Linked DNA regions of Drosophila melanogaster: region 2 is linked to region 1. A link is a contact called in public Hi-C data. All regions are on one chromosome and are shown on one strand. The core of a region is the stretch at or near the end of the contact, and the rest is flanking DNA. Distances in the headings are between cores, read along the strand shown.

Evidence for each region. Hi-C and Micro-C count contacts between places; a contact is called where the count stands out from the background.
Region 2: a contact with region 1 is called in a Hi-C map of the Kc167 cell line, with 1.4 times the contacts expected there. The contact joins the promoter of lncRNA:CR45825 here to the promoter of lncRNA:CR44558 in region 1. A contact is called at or near these places in 6 of 107 Hi-C or Micro-C datasets (the Kc167 cell line, the ML-DmBG3-c2 cell line, embryonic mesoderm and 2 more).

What each region holds. Positions count from the first base shown.
Region 1 is chr3L:13,321,089-13,328,727 of dm6, reverse strand. lncRNA:CR44558 (long non-coding RNA:CR44558) reads left to right here and starts at 3,769. Exons shown (of 1, transcript NR_124931.1): 1 at 3,769-4,454.
Region 2 is chr3L:13,548,205-13,555,843 of dm6, reverse strand. lncRNA:CR45825 (long non-coding RNA:CR45825) reads left to right here and starts at 4,036. Exons shown (of 1, transcript NR_133233.1): 1 at 4,036-4,970. All of the region lies in intron 7 of bru3 (bruno 3), which reads left to right.

The sequences.
Region 1 (7,639 bases), core at 2,520-5,019:
GCTCCCTACAAAAATATTAAACTTATACCAGTAATCTTTCTTACTATAAACATAAAATCTATTCTTAAATTCAATAAAATTTGTCCATGTTATATTGACTGAAATAAGGAAATCATTACTAATATATTACAGATTATTAGCTTAGCGCTAATGCCATTTTTGTTTCAACTTTTATGCCCTTTCCTCCACTGTGGCTAGTTGGGGCAAAAGTGAAAACTAGTTCAGCTGCCCAAAACATGCCAAAATGTTTGAATCGAACAATCAACGCAGAGAGATGGATTCAGAGGGGGTTTGTAGGAATGAAACGTTGGTGGATTTGGAGCCAAAATGGGCATAGCTCATATCGAGTGGCTGCATGCATTTGCCATTTCCTCGGCAATCCAACGAACCCGCCACCCATCACAGAGTGCCACGCCCACTCATATGTCAATGGGGCATGCATTTCATCCGAAGTTTTTTTTTTGGTTTTTTTTTTTTTGTTTTTATGCCTCACAAAACCCGACTCGACTGACATTGTGCGAATTTTTGACCCTAGGGTTCAACTTTGTGGAAGGTGGCTGGCATGCTGATGGGGACGATGGTTGGTTTTGGGTTGAATTGTAGCCAACATTCCTTTGTTATGGCCACCGGGCCAATGGGCTTTGGGGCCTGACCATTATAATTTCAAGTGCAAACTTTGACACTTGAATTGTGGTCCACAATGCTCAAAATAAAGTATGCTTTTCGATCCAGCTTTAAGGAACCGCACTTTTCGAGCAGTCTCGCAAGTCCTAGGCACGAGTTAAATAGATAAAATTACGCGCTTGATGGAAAAAACAAGCAAACAAAGATAAGAAAATGCTATCTACGGGCACTGGCAAATAGAATTGCACGAGGACACAACAGAACACAAAAGGCAAACAAAATTATGTTTAAGGTTATATGCTATGCATAAGTAAGTGAGGCAGACGAACTGGAGCGGGTCAGGCAAGCGGAAGTAGAAGCGGAAACGGAAGCTCAAGCAGCAAAAGAAAGTGTCTAACTGGCTGTGCATGTGTGGTGGTGTTGGTGCTGGTATTAGTGGGCAAAACCCCTCCCCCACGGGCACATCCGACAATTGGGAAAACACAACACTCACTCACAGAAGGAACAGAAAGAGAGCGCAACCGCAGGCGACTTTCAAGGCTTGGTTTTTGTCCTGCCGTTGTCCTTACAGATAGATAAAATACTATGTGTTATTACGAGCTCGACATTTAAAGAAAAACATATCCTTAACATAAAGAACATGATTCAGAGCTATAAAAAAATGCCATAATGTAGATGCCATATGATGATCATTGTGCGAAATAACAAGAAATTTGTAATAATAAATCCCCCTTTTTTCCAGTGTAATATGGCTTGCACACGCGCCGAGCGAGATAAAACATTTGTATGCTCTGATAAGAACGCATCCACTTACTTTTGGTCGCACATGACCTGAATTTTCGCTCCAAGGAGAAGCAGGAGTCAGACGAGGAACAGACAAAAAACTTGAACTTGCACACGGACCGAAAGGCAAATGAAGAAATTTAAATTTGATACCAGCCAGGGCAATCAGACGATGTGAATGATGCCCACTTTGCACACCCTGCTTGTGAATCGAACGAGGTATATTGGGCTAAGATGATAAAGATACCAATTCAACTCTTATGATATTTAATAAAAATGTAAGTGAAAAATTATTTAGAAAATTTAAATGTTCTCAATTAAGTCTGTTTTATACTTGTCCAGAAAATGATATAATATCTAAACATTCTGGATCATACAAATCATACATAACAATTGAGTAAATCATTTAAAAATAATAATTAGCAACATGTATCTATTAATTGATTAGCCTAGTATTTATAAAAAATGTCCGATATGCATTTGTTGATTCCGCTGTAGTTTGCCTTTAGTTCATCCTAGTTTAAAGGCCATTTAGCCAGTCGATTACCAACTTCCGTTCACATATTGGTGCCGGTTGACTTTACCATGTGGCACAATGGAGCAGGCTGCATTCGCTTCAGTTCCATCAGCCACCCTCTATCTGCTCTGTCTGGTGCTAGCAAAATTCGCTTTTTGTGTCCTCCTTTTTCTAAAGTTCCAGTTCAGTTACACGAAATTTTGAACGGAAATACGAAAATGAAAGATTCGTATCTGGAAAGTGGGACGAGATTGATGTGTGCACGGGTGTACGACCCACAAAAAAAAGAACGGGAGCAGAAGCATCGAAGTGCCCGCAGCACTCAAATCTGGCATGGCATGGTTTGTCTCCGCCCGTTTGAGTGCGCTTCTCTTAGACGAAAATAGGATTTGCTTGCAAATTTACGGAACCCATTGCAGATGAGTATGGAAAGTGGTGGACGAATAGGGGAGGTCGAGGAGAGAGCAGGCCTTGGGCTCGTTTTGTTTGTTTGACACTTTCGTGGTTAGTGATTGTCCATATTATGTGACAGGCGATTCAAAAGGAATTGAGCAGGGGAAAAATAGTGAAAGAGAAGCACTAGGGAGTGGTTCACCCAGCTGAGTGGACAGTTTTGTTTGGCGTTCCAGTTTTTGTTTGGCGTCTTTAGGAAAATAGAAATATACTTTAATTTCCGGTTCGAAATAAATAGTTAGTTTTCTTACATACATTTCTCTATACGAAAGTCTTTTGTATAAAACGAACAAGCTAATTGTAAGTACTAATTTTATGTAGTGCACTCAAGAAATATACTATTAAATCGTTTCCGACATACTGACGTACTTCAATCCTGATTATTAGCATACATCAAAGTCACAAGTGTCTCATGAATAAGCATCCAACTGAGCCATTTATTGCCGATATTCAAGAGTAAAGCCATGCAAACTTTAAGCGGCTTAAGTTCCCATCTGCGCAATTTAGCCAAAGAATCATCGATGGTAATTAGCCCCGTCAACACTCTAAGAAGCGGCAAGGAATTATTCAATGCGAGCTGGGAAAGTGTCAGCTGGCCGAAATGAAATTAATATTTTAGGTCGTGCCAAATAATAAGCCAGGAGCCACGACTCCGCAGGAGGTCACAGGAAAGCCGAAGTATCGTTTAACACTTCATTAAAAGCCATTCCGACAACTTGTAGACAATTAAAGACAAGTCGAGGTCTGCAGAGTGGGCGCCACTTAACACATTTCCAATGTTCATTGACCGGCAAATGAAATAAAAATTGCAAACATCTTCAACTCCGATGGCGAATGCTTCATTTAACAGCGACAAAACAACATCGCAGGCAGCTATTTGCAGGGGGTCCTTGTAAAAGGACTCTCCACACCGAGGCAATAGACAAAGTTCCCAGGCCACAAATTACACTTTGGTTTGGCAGCATAAAATGGCGTAAAAATTGCAGCTGTTTCTGCCACTCGAATGCGAGCAAAATTATTGAATGTCCTTGCTTCTTGTCTGCCGTCCCAGTCATTCCGAGAATCTTTTTCTCATATAATCAGGGATTTTCTTTCGTAGAAAAAATTTATTTATTTAAATTGGTAATAATTTCAGGAATATAAATATGATTGATTTTCAAACAGTGTTTATTATTTTATACAAAATATTAGCTGCAATATATTATTAATCATACTAACATTCTTTTACGTGTTTCCGTAAAGGGTATTTTAAACTATTTTGTTACAAGTTGTGCTTCATTTCTGAAACACTGACAAGACATTACATTTTTAGAGTTTTTATGTTTTTATTTTGGGAAATCATAAACTGGAATTTCTGTACATCCCAGCCATCTTTGAGGTTCCTTTCTGGCCATGCTTTCCCGTCTGGTTCTGTGTATGCCTATGTATTTTTTATGATGCTTGAAAATAAATAAACACTCAATACCAATGCCAAAGAGCAGACGGAGCCAACTTTCAGTGGCAGACACCAGAGAATCCGTGGCAGAGGCGATGGGAAAGGCAGACTGGCAGCATCGCGCACATTCAATAAATCTTCAGCTGTGAATAGTCACTTGAGACGGAATCGGAGGAGGAAGAGCAGCTTCCCAGGACACTGGGACTCGAACGCCTTTCGCTTTCAGTTTCATCTGCTCCTTTCCACCTAATGGCCGCAGTCATGAGCTGTTGGATAATAATAATGATGATGCTCTCATACCGGCATAGAACGTGTTTTGCTGGGCATATTGGAGCTAGTGTGTGAAAAAGCGCAGCTTGCACGTATGAACGACGGACTTAAGGCCTCTAATAGCCTCATATTTTGCACTCCAATACATAACTCACTGGGCGCCGGAAGCGGAAGTCGAGAACGGAGGACGCGAGATCAAGACCAAGGCCAAGAGCTCTGAGACAATGAACAAAACAGGATATAAGTCCCCAATGATTTGCCGAATATTTGATATCCTAAGTATATGATTAGGGGTGATTACAACGACCAAGTTCAAGTGCACTTTATGATTTCAATAAAGTAAGAATCCCACCATTTTAACTACTATTTTTGAATTATACGATTAAACTAGACTTGGGTAGATTTTCAAAAAGAAAGTTAGTACAAAATGCCTGAATGAAAATAATGAAGTTATAAAACACTACAATTATAAACTATAAAACTAATAACAGAGTACGCGAGTATCTTTTCTTACAAAAGGCAAAATATGTTATATTTTGATTTCCAGAACTGAGCAAACAAGGGTATTCGAACCAGAATGGCCTCGAAGTAAGCAACATGCAATGCTGAGCACAACAAAATGGATGCGGATGCAAGGAAAACGTAAATCAAACGGGGAAAATGGCAATCGCAACTCTCGACCCCGAGCAAACATTCAATCTATAATGGCATTTACACGACTAGGAACAGGATATGTAATATCCTTTTGGGGTTTTTAGCCCGAGCTGAAAACTGAAACGGTTCGCTCCACCCGTTCGTTCGGTAGGCAGGTCCTTCGAAATCAGGCTGGATGGGATGCAACTTACTTTCAAATAAATATGGCGCAGCCCTCTGGAACCCCGTCGCCATAAATCTCAACAATTTCCGCTGTCTGTGAGAGCAGAGGGCCCGCAACTTCCATGGCCATCTATGGATTTGCTATTGAAATTTATGCGCATGGGAGTGTCTGGCCAAGTGGATCCTAACTCTTTTTGTTTTATTTACTAAGGCAGGAAGAGGTGGGCCAGCCGGAGATACTTTTCCCTGGCTTTAGTTTCGGTCACTTAATGGATTTATTCGATTTGAAAGAATGAAAGAAGTGTCTATTGTTGCAATATCTGTCACTTGGAAATTTTGTAATACACTCTCTAATTTAAATCAACTTGAATTTGTTTCTTACATAATCATAATTGCACACAATTTGTGTGACTTTCGTTATACCTTAAAAAGAGCTTGGCCCACTACGCGCCAATCATAATTTTTAAATCTTAAGCGGCCACATAACACTCAAGTGCGAGGCTCAAAAGAAACGGCAACTTTCACTTGGTGCGCTAACAACCGAAAGGAGGCCAGGCGAAAACTCCGCTTGGCAATTTAAAAATTAAGGCGAGGAGGCGCCAAGCGGAGCAGCAAAACACTTTAACTAAAATTAGAAAAACGCAAACGAGCTGAATGCAGGCAAAGTCCCTCTTCCTTTTGGCCATAATCAGCACTTGCAACTTGGCAAGAAAAACAAGCACGGGATACACAGAAAAATGCAGACAGTAGATTATAGCTCTTCTTTATTTAGTAATAAGATCAATATGACGTTAAGGCAGCTAGAAATGGTAAGCCACGTTTCCAAAATCTATTTATTTAATTGAGAAACGGGGAAAAAAGATTTGATTTTCAAACTCTAGTCGTTCTCCAATTTGTTCTCTGTGTATGAACCAAGGAGGCAAATATGCAACAGCAACATCAACGACAACTGCAACACGGCACTATAATGAAGCTATCAACCGTAAGATGGCGCTTAGGCACGCAATCATACTTTGGAAACCTTTGGAGACCCACGGCTATATGCGACTAGTTCGTGGAGAGCGTCATATAAGTCAGATATGTAGTTCTGAGAAACAGTGTTTTTGGAAATTAGTCTCAGCACGTTAAATTTACTATTAAAAGTAGGATTATCAAAATTAAAGTATCTTTTCCATATCGTTTAAAGCAGATAAAAACTTGATATCTTAAAGAATATCGTAGAATACATGGATGCGAAACTATATTACACTCAATTTTTTGTAGCATATCCGTTAAAAAGATATTTAGTTCGCCAACGCGAGGAAATCCGATACCAGAACATCCCCTAGTTCAAGTGGCCTGCATCGTTGGCGTGGCCGTTTTCGTAATTTTCACCATGCCGCATAGACACGGCAGGCACTCACACACGCGGCGTATGCTTAATATTTCCGCCGCATCCTATGCGCATATTCATTTTTGACGACGCTTTGACGTCGCCAGTACGTTGACCGCTAGGGAATCGCCGGTGGGGGCTTCTGCATTAGCGTTTAATAGTAGACGACGCTGTCCTGGGCGCTGCCATCTTGCCAGCTGTACGGTTATACCCCGCGGTGCTGACCTAAATTTTCCGGTTTATGAAAAATATATGTGTGCAATATAAAATGTTTTCCTCTGCTGCATGCATAAAGCGTTGAAAAAAATGTATATATAAAATTATATAAGTATATATATATAAATATATATACAGCGCTAAGCGCAGCTCTATATATATATTTATTTATTTACATAGGGCTTGGGTAGAACTGGCCAAGTTTATGAAGGCTCACCCGTTCGCCTTTTTAGTCAAACTCTTACTGGCTACAAATGGTGGTGTCACAAACGAAAAATCGCCAGGGTTGCGGTTATGCCAGGAAACATCAAAGAAAAAAAAACTTTTGTAGAAGAGTTTTGATTTGAAAGGAAGGAACAACATATACATATATCCGATTATGATCGTACTCATTTTCGATTTTTAATTTCAATGTATTAGCTTATATAATTAAAATAAAAACTCTGAAAAAGTGGAAGAGGGCCAGAATATATAACCGTATAACAAGATTTTTTAAGCTTTATTCAATAAGTGTCAGCTTCAGCGCAACCCTATCACAAAATTTTTAATAATATCAAAAGAAATGTCAAATGTAATACGTCTGATTGGTGAAGTGGGTAAAAAACGACAGGTGTGCTTGAAGTCCTGTGACATCCAAATAATATCTATATGCCCTCGTTCGAGACTGTCTTGTATAGCTTAGAAAACATATCCGATGAATGAGCATTGCAGAGCTCAGCAAATGTGGACCAGTTGGCTGTGCACTTCGAAGTGCGGTCAAGCATTTTGTAATAATATTTATGCTGATACCCAGATTTCTTTCCTATTCCGATGAGTAAGGGTAAATAACATTTTTGGGGTGGGGTTAAAGTACAATTGCCAGCTGTGGGGGCTACAAAACACCATCATATGCAAGCCAACTTGAATTTATGAACAATTTTTGGGGAAAGCATGGAGCTGCTTATCATGAGCAATAAACGCTAATGGATGAGCTTTATGTCGGTCAAGGGGTGGGGTGTACGCATCACTTCTGTGCACACTTGAAGTTCAACCCCGAAAAGGTGACAAAAGATATCGCAATTTTATGAGTAATCCTCTGACACCCTGACAAGGACATGCACTGATTACGGTGTCACAGACTGACCCCGCACAGTCCCTCTCGGAAGGCGGTAAT
Region 2 (7,639 bases), core at 2,787-5,286, 230 kb before region 1:
GTTGTCAGGTCGTCTCATTAAAGCGATTATTATGCATTGCATTTCTGATTATAAAACCAAATTAAAAGTTATTCATTCACTGGCCATGTATGTATGTGTGACAAAAAGCAATCATTAAAATTGTTTTAATTTTTATTATTTTACTGTGTGGCATATAATTTTTCATATTTACTTTCTGACAATGGCCGAAGACGAGCGACGGACTCAAATGAACGAACAATGGCACTTTCAGTCCAGCTGTAAAAATCAAACAAACAAGCGACAAAAAATTAATTATATTAAAAAAAAATACTCAATAATAATAACAATAATCTGGTCATGCGTGTACAGTACACGCACTGATTTCGGATATCCCTCAATTGAAAAAAGTGTAATTATTATATAATCATACGTACATATATGCACATTATATAGTCGTTCCGAAGGAGCACTGTATGCGTGGGTGTGTTTGTTGGTTTGATTTATGAACGAATAGAATCGTAATGAAACCAAAAGTTGAATGGAATCATCCTCGAATTCAATGCCCCACCGATCGCTTTTGGCGATTGTTGTCCACATAATTGTGCCTGGCACTGTGCGCTGCATTCTGTATCTGAATCTGTATCTGTTTGCTGTTTGTTGATTCGTTTTTTCTCGGTATATTATGTCAAGCATAAATTGGCATTTTCAACTGGATTTGCATGTTAATTAAAATGGCGCACGCACGGACAGTTGAAAACAAATGCAGACAAGGCATTAAAGCTCCACATCCAGTCATCCAGTTATTCGCTTCACACACACACACACACACACACACACCGAACAGCTAGGCAGGATTCCCCCGCTCCTGGTTGGCATTCTGGACCAGATCGATGACAGGGCCGCCTGCACTTCAATCGCGGCTGGATGCATTTCAAACTGAGCTCTATTTACTTGAGTGTTCGTCGCCAAAGAACAGTCAGGACACGGGCCCCAAAGGATCCCAGTTCAGCGGAGGAGAACGCGACCCGACCAACGACCTACACTTGACTTAACCAGCATTGTCGATTGCAGCAGGGGCCACGCCCCCTGGCAAAAATGGCGGAGCTTTAATGATGATTTCTTTGGCGCTTAAGTCGTTTAAACTTCGCCCCCACTTTTGGCGAGCGACTTGGGTGTTGGGTTTGTTGCCCGTCGCCATGGACTTGACGAGTGCCTTTTTGTGTGTCTGACGGAGGAGTCCTGCGCCTGCTACTCCACCGCGCTCCTCGCCTTTTCTTTTTTTTTTTTTTTATTGCTCAAGTCTCCTTTCATGTGCATTACGGAGCACTCGTCCTCGGCTGCGTCTTCGTCCGCGTCGCTCCTTGAGCTGCTTTAAGCACTTGACTTGGCCTAGAGGAGCTTGGATCCGCCAGCCGATGCCGAAATCCACTTGGTTGACTTAAAGATTGCGCCGGTCTAGATGGAATTATGGCCAAGTGCATAGTCGTAAAGTTCAATATTTTTATAGCTCAGTGTCTGGGTTGTTCGCCTAAAAGCCTGTACTTCTTCATCATTTTGCCATCGTCGTTTTCATTCCCATCTCGTTACCCGCATTCGGTATGATTCCCACAGAAACAGTTATCAGCTATTAAATAAATGTTCAGCTGCAATTTTATTTAATTCATGTGGCAGCCAATTTTATAATTTATTATAAGCAGCCTCTGCCTGTCAGCGATTGTCTGGCCACGCCCACCACAACCCGCCTACCGCGTCGGCCGTTTAATTGACATATTTAAAATATTAAATTGCATCCGTGTGCAAAAATTTAGTGGGCATTCTGTTTGGCTTCGTTTGAATATTTTTAGAGCTGTGCAATTATTAATTTTTAATCACGTAAATAACTCTGCATAGGCAATGTAAATATTAGAGAAACTGGAGAGGGTTGACAGTCAAAGGAATTATAAAGTGGAATAAAATTTGAAACAATCTTTTAAAGCACCGAAAACATTTTGCCTTCAAAGATTTTTGATGATCAGAGATGCAATTTTAATTGAACTTTTCGTATTAGAATTATTTTATCATTTTTTTCCCCCCATTACACATTTGTAACCGCACATAAAAGCCGTAAAGCCTCACACGTGCATTGGTGAAAAAAACGGCTGGTTGAAAAATTAATAACCAAATTTGCAACACAACGACATGACAACAATCACCCCGAGGACATCGGCAGTGGAAGGATATCAGGCTGCGGGCGTCGCTGTATTATTAATTAAATGACGCTTAAAAATATGGCAACCAAAAGCGTTTAGGGCATTCGGCGGGGCCGTCGACAATATTTGCATTTTTTTTGTTGCATTTTTAGTTTTCTGACTGCTGTTGGAAATTTATTATCAGTGACAGGCAGACAGACAAACAGCATCGGTAGCCGTGCAGCAAAAAGACTTGTTGACAAAAAATTAATAAACTAAAAACCGCGGTTATTTACACTCCACTCGATTGCAGGACATCTATGCACAAAGGCTGTGTGTTTCTCTTTTGATTGTGTCAGTTTGGCCTTTCAGCTCACATGTTACCGAATCATTGTGAAATTAGTTTGTATATTTTTGATACATTATATATATATATATATATGTAGCAAGCATTTTTTGTGCTGAGCAGTGGGAATGTCCTAGAAATTAGGCGGCTGTTTATCGCATATTTGGCCATGCATAAAATTCGCTGATTTGCATTGCATAATTTTGGGCGCCCGAGCTGTTTATTTAACTGCTGTGCCTGTGTGAGTGGCCCAAAGGCAAAAGCTTTGATTTATTATGGAGAAGTGCCACTGGCACTAAAGAAGAACTGCTGCTCTTGGCTGAAGCCTTAAATTCATCAATTAATTAACTTGAATAAATATTTCGAAAAATCAATATGAGTATCTAGGTAATTATGTGCTGGCAAAACTTTTATTTTAAAAGCATAATCTTTGTTTTTCCGAATAAATTCATTTTTCTAGAATACCTCCTAGTCATAAATAAAATAACGTGCCGAAAATCCTTATTTCTTACTAATCACCCATGCCATCATCTTTCAACTTTTGGACCCTGCTTTAAAATGCAGAAACTCTTTAGCTTAAAGTTGTTGGAGCAATTAGGGCACGCTTCATTGGCTGCCAAAAGGTACATAAACTACGTGAGTGTGGCTCTGTGTGTGTGTATTTGTGACCAGTCCCTTTCCCTTTTGCTTCTAAGAGATCCAGTCGCAAACCCAGAGCTCTAGACCAACTCAGCTTTTCATGTAAACGCTTGCTTTGCCATTCGTTCCGAGTCATTTCATTTTCACTTTGTTGTTGGCGCACTCGCAAATGTACGGAAGGGGAAGTTGGAGGGGGATCTGGATCTGAGTTCTACAATGCCATTTGCGCCGGCTGCCTTTGGCCCATAGTTCCACCTCACTAGCCACCCATGGCACCGACTTAAAATGACAAACAACATTGGGAGTCGTCGTCGCCGGATCCCTGAGAAGCGAAAAATGCTTTACCAGCGCACACACACTCGCACATAGACGGTGGACTGTAAAGGGGAGAGGGGGGAAACGCGTACATGCCATTGCACAATCATTGGATTCCGAAACATTTCTAGAATATTTAATAAGAAAACTGAAAATCGTTGAAATGCCAGCAACACTCATAATACAGGACTGGGATGGCCCAGGCACGCCCCGAAATGGGTTGTGGGATTCCCCGATAGAAGGCTAAGGTCAAAGACAATATTGAAATGCCAATTGAACTTTTTGCTATTATTAAAATTTTCCGGCTTTAGAGGGAAAGGAGCCAGTAAAACTGTCGTTAAGTTCTCTGCCCATTAGGTTGACATTTTGGTTTGGCCCGTTAAATGGTTCGGCAATTGATTCCTTGATATGCATAATCGAAATGGTAGATTGAATTTACATTCAAGAGGTTACAATTTCATTAAATAACAATACTTCCTGTTTAATAATAGTAATCTTCAATAAAAAGAAAACTAATCATCATACCCTTTTCATTTGTCGTTACAGGTATGTAAAAAAAAAAGGTCTCAACCCTCGAGATAATCAATCCTTAAAGTGTTCCGTAAGTTCAAGTGCCTTTGTCTTGTCCAGTCCCGTCGTCAGTCGAGTCCTTCAGTTCATTCTGAGCCAATCCGGACAAGATCCCAGTCGAACCCTTCGAAGACACTGAAAAATTTGTATAGCTTATTATTAATAACATTGTAAGGAGGCAAAACCCCATCAAGTAGCTAAATCTTGGGAAGCATTTAAGCAGCATGTCAGAAACAAAACGATGGGGAAAAACCGCCGGGGCTGTCCTGACTGTCGCCGTCGTCGACATTGACAGTGATTACAAGCTAAAAGTATGAAAAACAGCAGAAACTACTTAAGCACAAGAAATAACAAAAGCCCTGACCGAACCAGGCCAGTTCGGCGAAGTTTAGCTGGGGAATGGCTCGACGGCTGTAGACTGTAGACAAATTTTTTGCATAAACACAGACGACAAAGCCAACTACTGACTGCACTTAAGACAAGAGTCCGGTGGCGGTGGGGGTGGGGCGGTGTATAAACGGATGGGAGCAGAATCGAAAGGACCAAGGGACTGAAGCCAAATCGAAGGCGAAAGCCGAAAGCTGATGCCATCGAAGCCATGAAGAAGGAATTTCCTCAATTCCTCGATGTGAGATGCGAATTTTTCAATAAATGCAACCATTGGGGAATGGAGCAAGGCCACCAGGGGACCAACGGACCAACCGACCGACCGACCGTATTATAATTTCGGATGGGGCAGGACGAGCGTCGTTTAAAATATGCCTGGGCGGGGCAGGACTCGCCTCCGACTGAGTCCCGGACTAGGAGCAGGAAGCACATAAGTAGAAACGGCTCAAAATGCAAAGTAGACGACATCCGCTTTGAGATTGGATGACGTTCGTCCTCGCCATCGCCATCGTTGGCGTCGCCTTACGTCGTCGTCCTCGCCGTGAAGTATTAAAAGCAAATAAGTAATAAAAATAATAATGGAGCATTTTTACCATTTTTTTGCCCCCGCAAGAAAGGGAGCAGCTCGCAAAAAAAAAAGGATAAGCATCTTAGCGCAATTTCTTGCTGCCTTCTCAATATAACAAAAGGTCCTTGCGCCCAGGCAAATGTGCCGAAAATGTGGGTTTGAGTCAACCCAGCTGCTGGCCCTCGTCCGCCGCTATGTTGTCCTTTATTTTCTTCATTTTTTTTTTTTGCTTCCTTGGTCCGCTCATATTTCGCCCTTCGAACCGAACCAAACCCATCCGTCCCAAAAGGGACAACAACATAAATGCAGGAAATTTGAATGGACGAGCGCAGTGAATGAAATTTGCAAATATTTTTCAAAAATTGAACTTTTCTGGCAAATTTTTTCTCCAATGATGATGGCGAGCAGAAGGTGGGTGGCTCGCAGGAAGGAAAAAGGATACGGGCATGGGTATGGGTATAAGGGAAAAAGGGACTGCGCCGGGGTTTATGAAAATAAGTGAAGAAAATTGATTTGAAGTACTTTGAAGTGCAAAAACGCGTAGCCAGAATCATTGAAGAATGCTTTGGCATATTATTTCGACTTTTTTCGACAGCGCAACCAACTCTGTTTCTCTCTTTTTCAGCAGACAACTTTTGTTGTGATAAGCAAGTCGAGCAGAAGCGGGATATTTATATGAAAATGTATGCCAGAGGGGGCAGTATGCAACTGCATATCTGCTTATGTTTGAATAAAGTTGCGAAATGGAAAAATAACTGAGTCCGTAAGCAATCTCTGTCGACTCGGTGCCGACTTAAAGTTGGCTCCTCGACAAGTTTAAAGCTCACATAAGCAGGTAAATTGCTTTCTAGGCTTAGCCACATCCTGACTCAGACAACAAAGGAGTGTATAAATCGCCTAGAAAACAAGCGACTACCGACTGCCGTCTATCATTTCCTTTGGCAATTCGAGACTAGTAGCGACAAAAAATAAACTTTACCTGCAGCCAGGGAAAAATTGTCAAAATATAAACCGCCGTTCCTGTTACCGTCTGTAACCAGGACTACTCTCGTTTATCAGTCAAGGAGCAGGTCCTGGCTGGTTTTCCACATTTTTACTGCTATTTTTTTTCGTTTGCTTTCTAGCAAAGTGAAACGATTCACGCCGCCAACGCCTAGAAGTGTGTAACATTTTTTTGGCTCCCTCAGATCCTTGGCTTGCTCCTGCCAAATATATTCATTGCAAGATTTGTTGTCTGTGGAAGGAGACGTTTGCATATGAAGCAAGTTTCCTTGCCTTCACGATGTGCGTCTATGTGTGTGTTTTTGTGTGTGGGAGGCGAAGAGAGACTTACGCTTGAATTGCAAATAGTTAGAAAAGATTTGCCATGATTTGGGCTGCCACTCTGGCCCCCGGAATGCACTGAGATGAAGTCCTGGCCCCAGACCGCATTTCCTTGCTGCCTTTCAATTGCGAGGGACAACCGGCAAATTTGTCTGCCGAGGCATGCCAGCGATTTGTGCTTACTGCATTTGGGCGGTTCTGTGGGTTTCCAGGACTTCAGAACTCCAGGACTGCCAGGCAATGATTTAATCGAGACTGCCAGACATTGATGGCTTCATTTCGATGGTCTGTTTAAGCGGCAACCGATGGATATTTTTGCGGGAGTAGGGTTTAATTTAGCTGACATCTCTGTCAGTGCGGGGGCGACCATTTCGGGCATTAAATAAAATGTGAAACAATCAGAAATCAACGCATAACGCAAGCAAATAAAAATATAAAGCATTTGCGGCCAGTTGCCGTTAGCCATTTGGCCCAAACAGCAGTCGCATCCGCACACACACGCTCACAAACGCACACACACACACACTCGAATACACGCACACACATTAGTGTGCAATTTGGCCAAATGTCGCCAACGTGGCAGCCTGTCCTCCGTTCGAAAAACTTTCACAATATTTCCGCAAAACAAATTGCGCGTAAAAATGGCAATGCAATTTTTGGTCGTTTGTTGCGGCGGCCGTTGGCCAACTGGACGCCACATTGCATCCACATATGTCCTTCCAGCCGCTCAAACCCACTCTCTCCTCCACCATTTTGTGTGCGTGTGTGTGTTTGTGAGTCCTGGTCCATGTTTCTGTAATGTTTGCCCAATTGAATTTAATAATATTTTCATTTGGATTTTAGTTTAGTTTTTAGTCGAGGGAAAATATTTTCCGAGCTGTTCCCGACATGTCCTGCCTTCTGAAATGTTTTGTGCGTTCTGTGGCTGCACAATGGCCATGGGATCTGGGCCTGTTCCCAAAAAGCTAATTGGGTTCGCGTGTTGTGCGGTTAATTGTGATTTCGATTCGAATTCCAATTCTGATTATTATGTTTTCTCCATCATTAGTCTGGTTTGGCCAGTGTCTGCTACAATTTAAGTGGTCAGCTTTGTGGACTAAAGTCCAACCTTTGCAGAAGAGCATAAAAAAAAGGATATCTTTCAGTGCCTTTCAATGGCTTATCCTCAATCCTTGTCACGGACCAACTATCGCCTCAACAGCTCGTAAAACCAAAGCAGCAAATTAAACTGCTGCCGTAAAAAGACCCCTACCCACGCTGTTCCTTGACCATTATCCTGACCATAAATACAATATTTGATAATTTTATTAACAATTTCGACTGTAAATTGTTTACGACTCGACAGTGAAGGAAAAAAGAGCA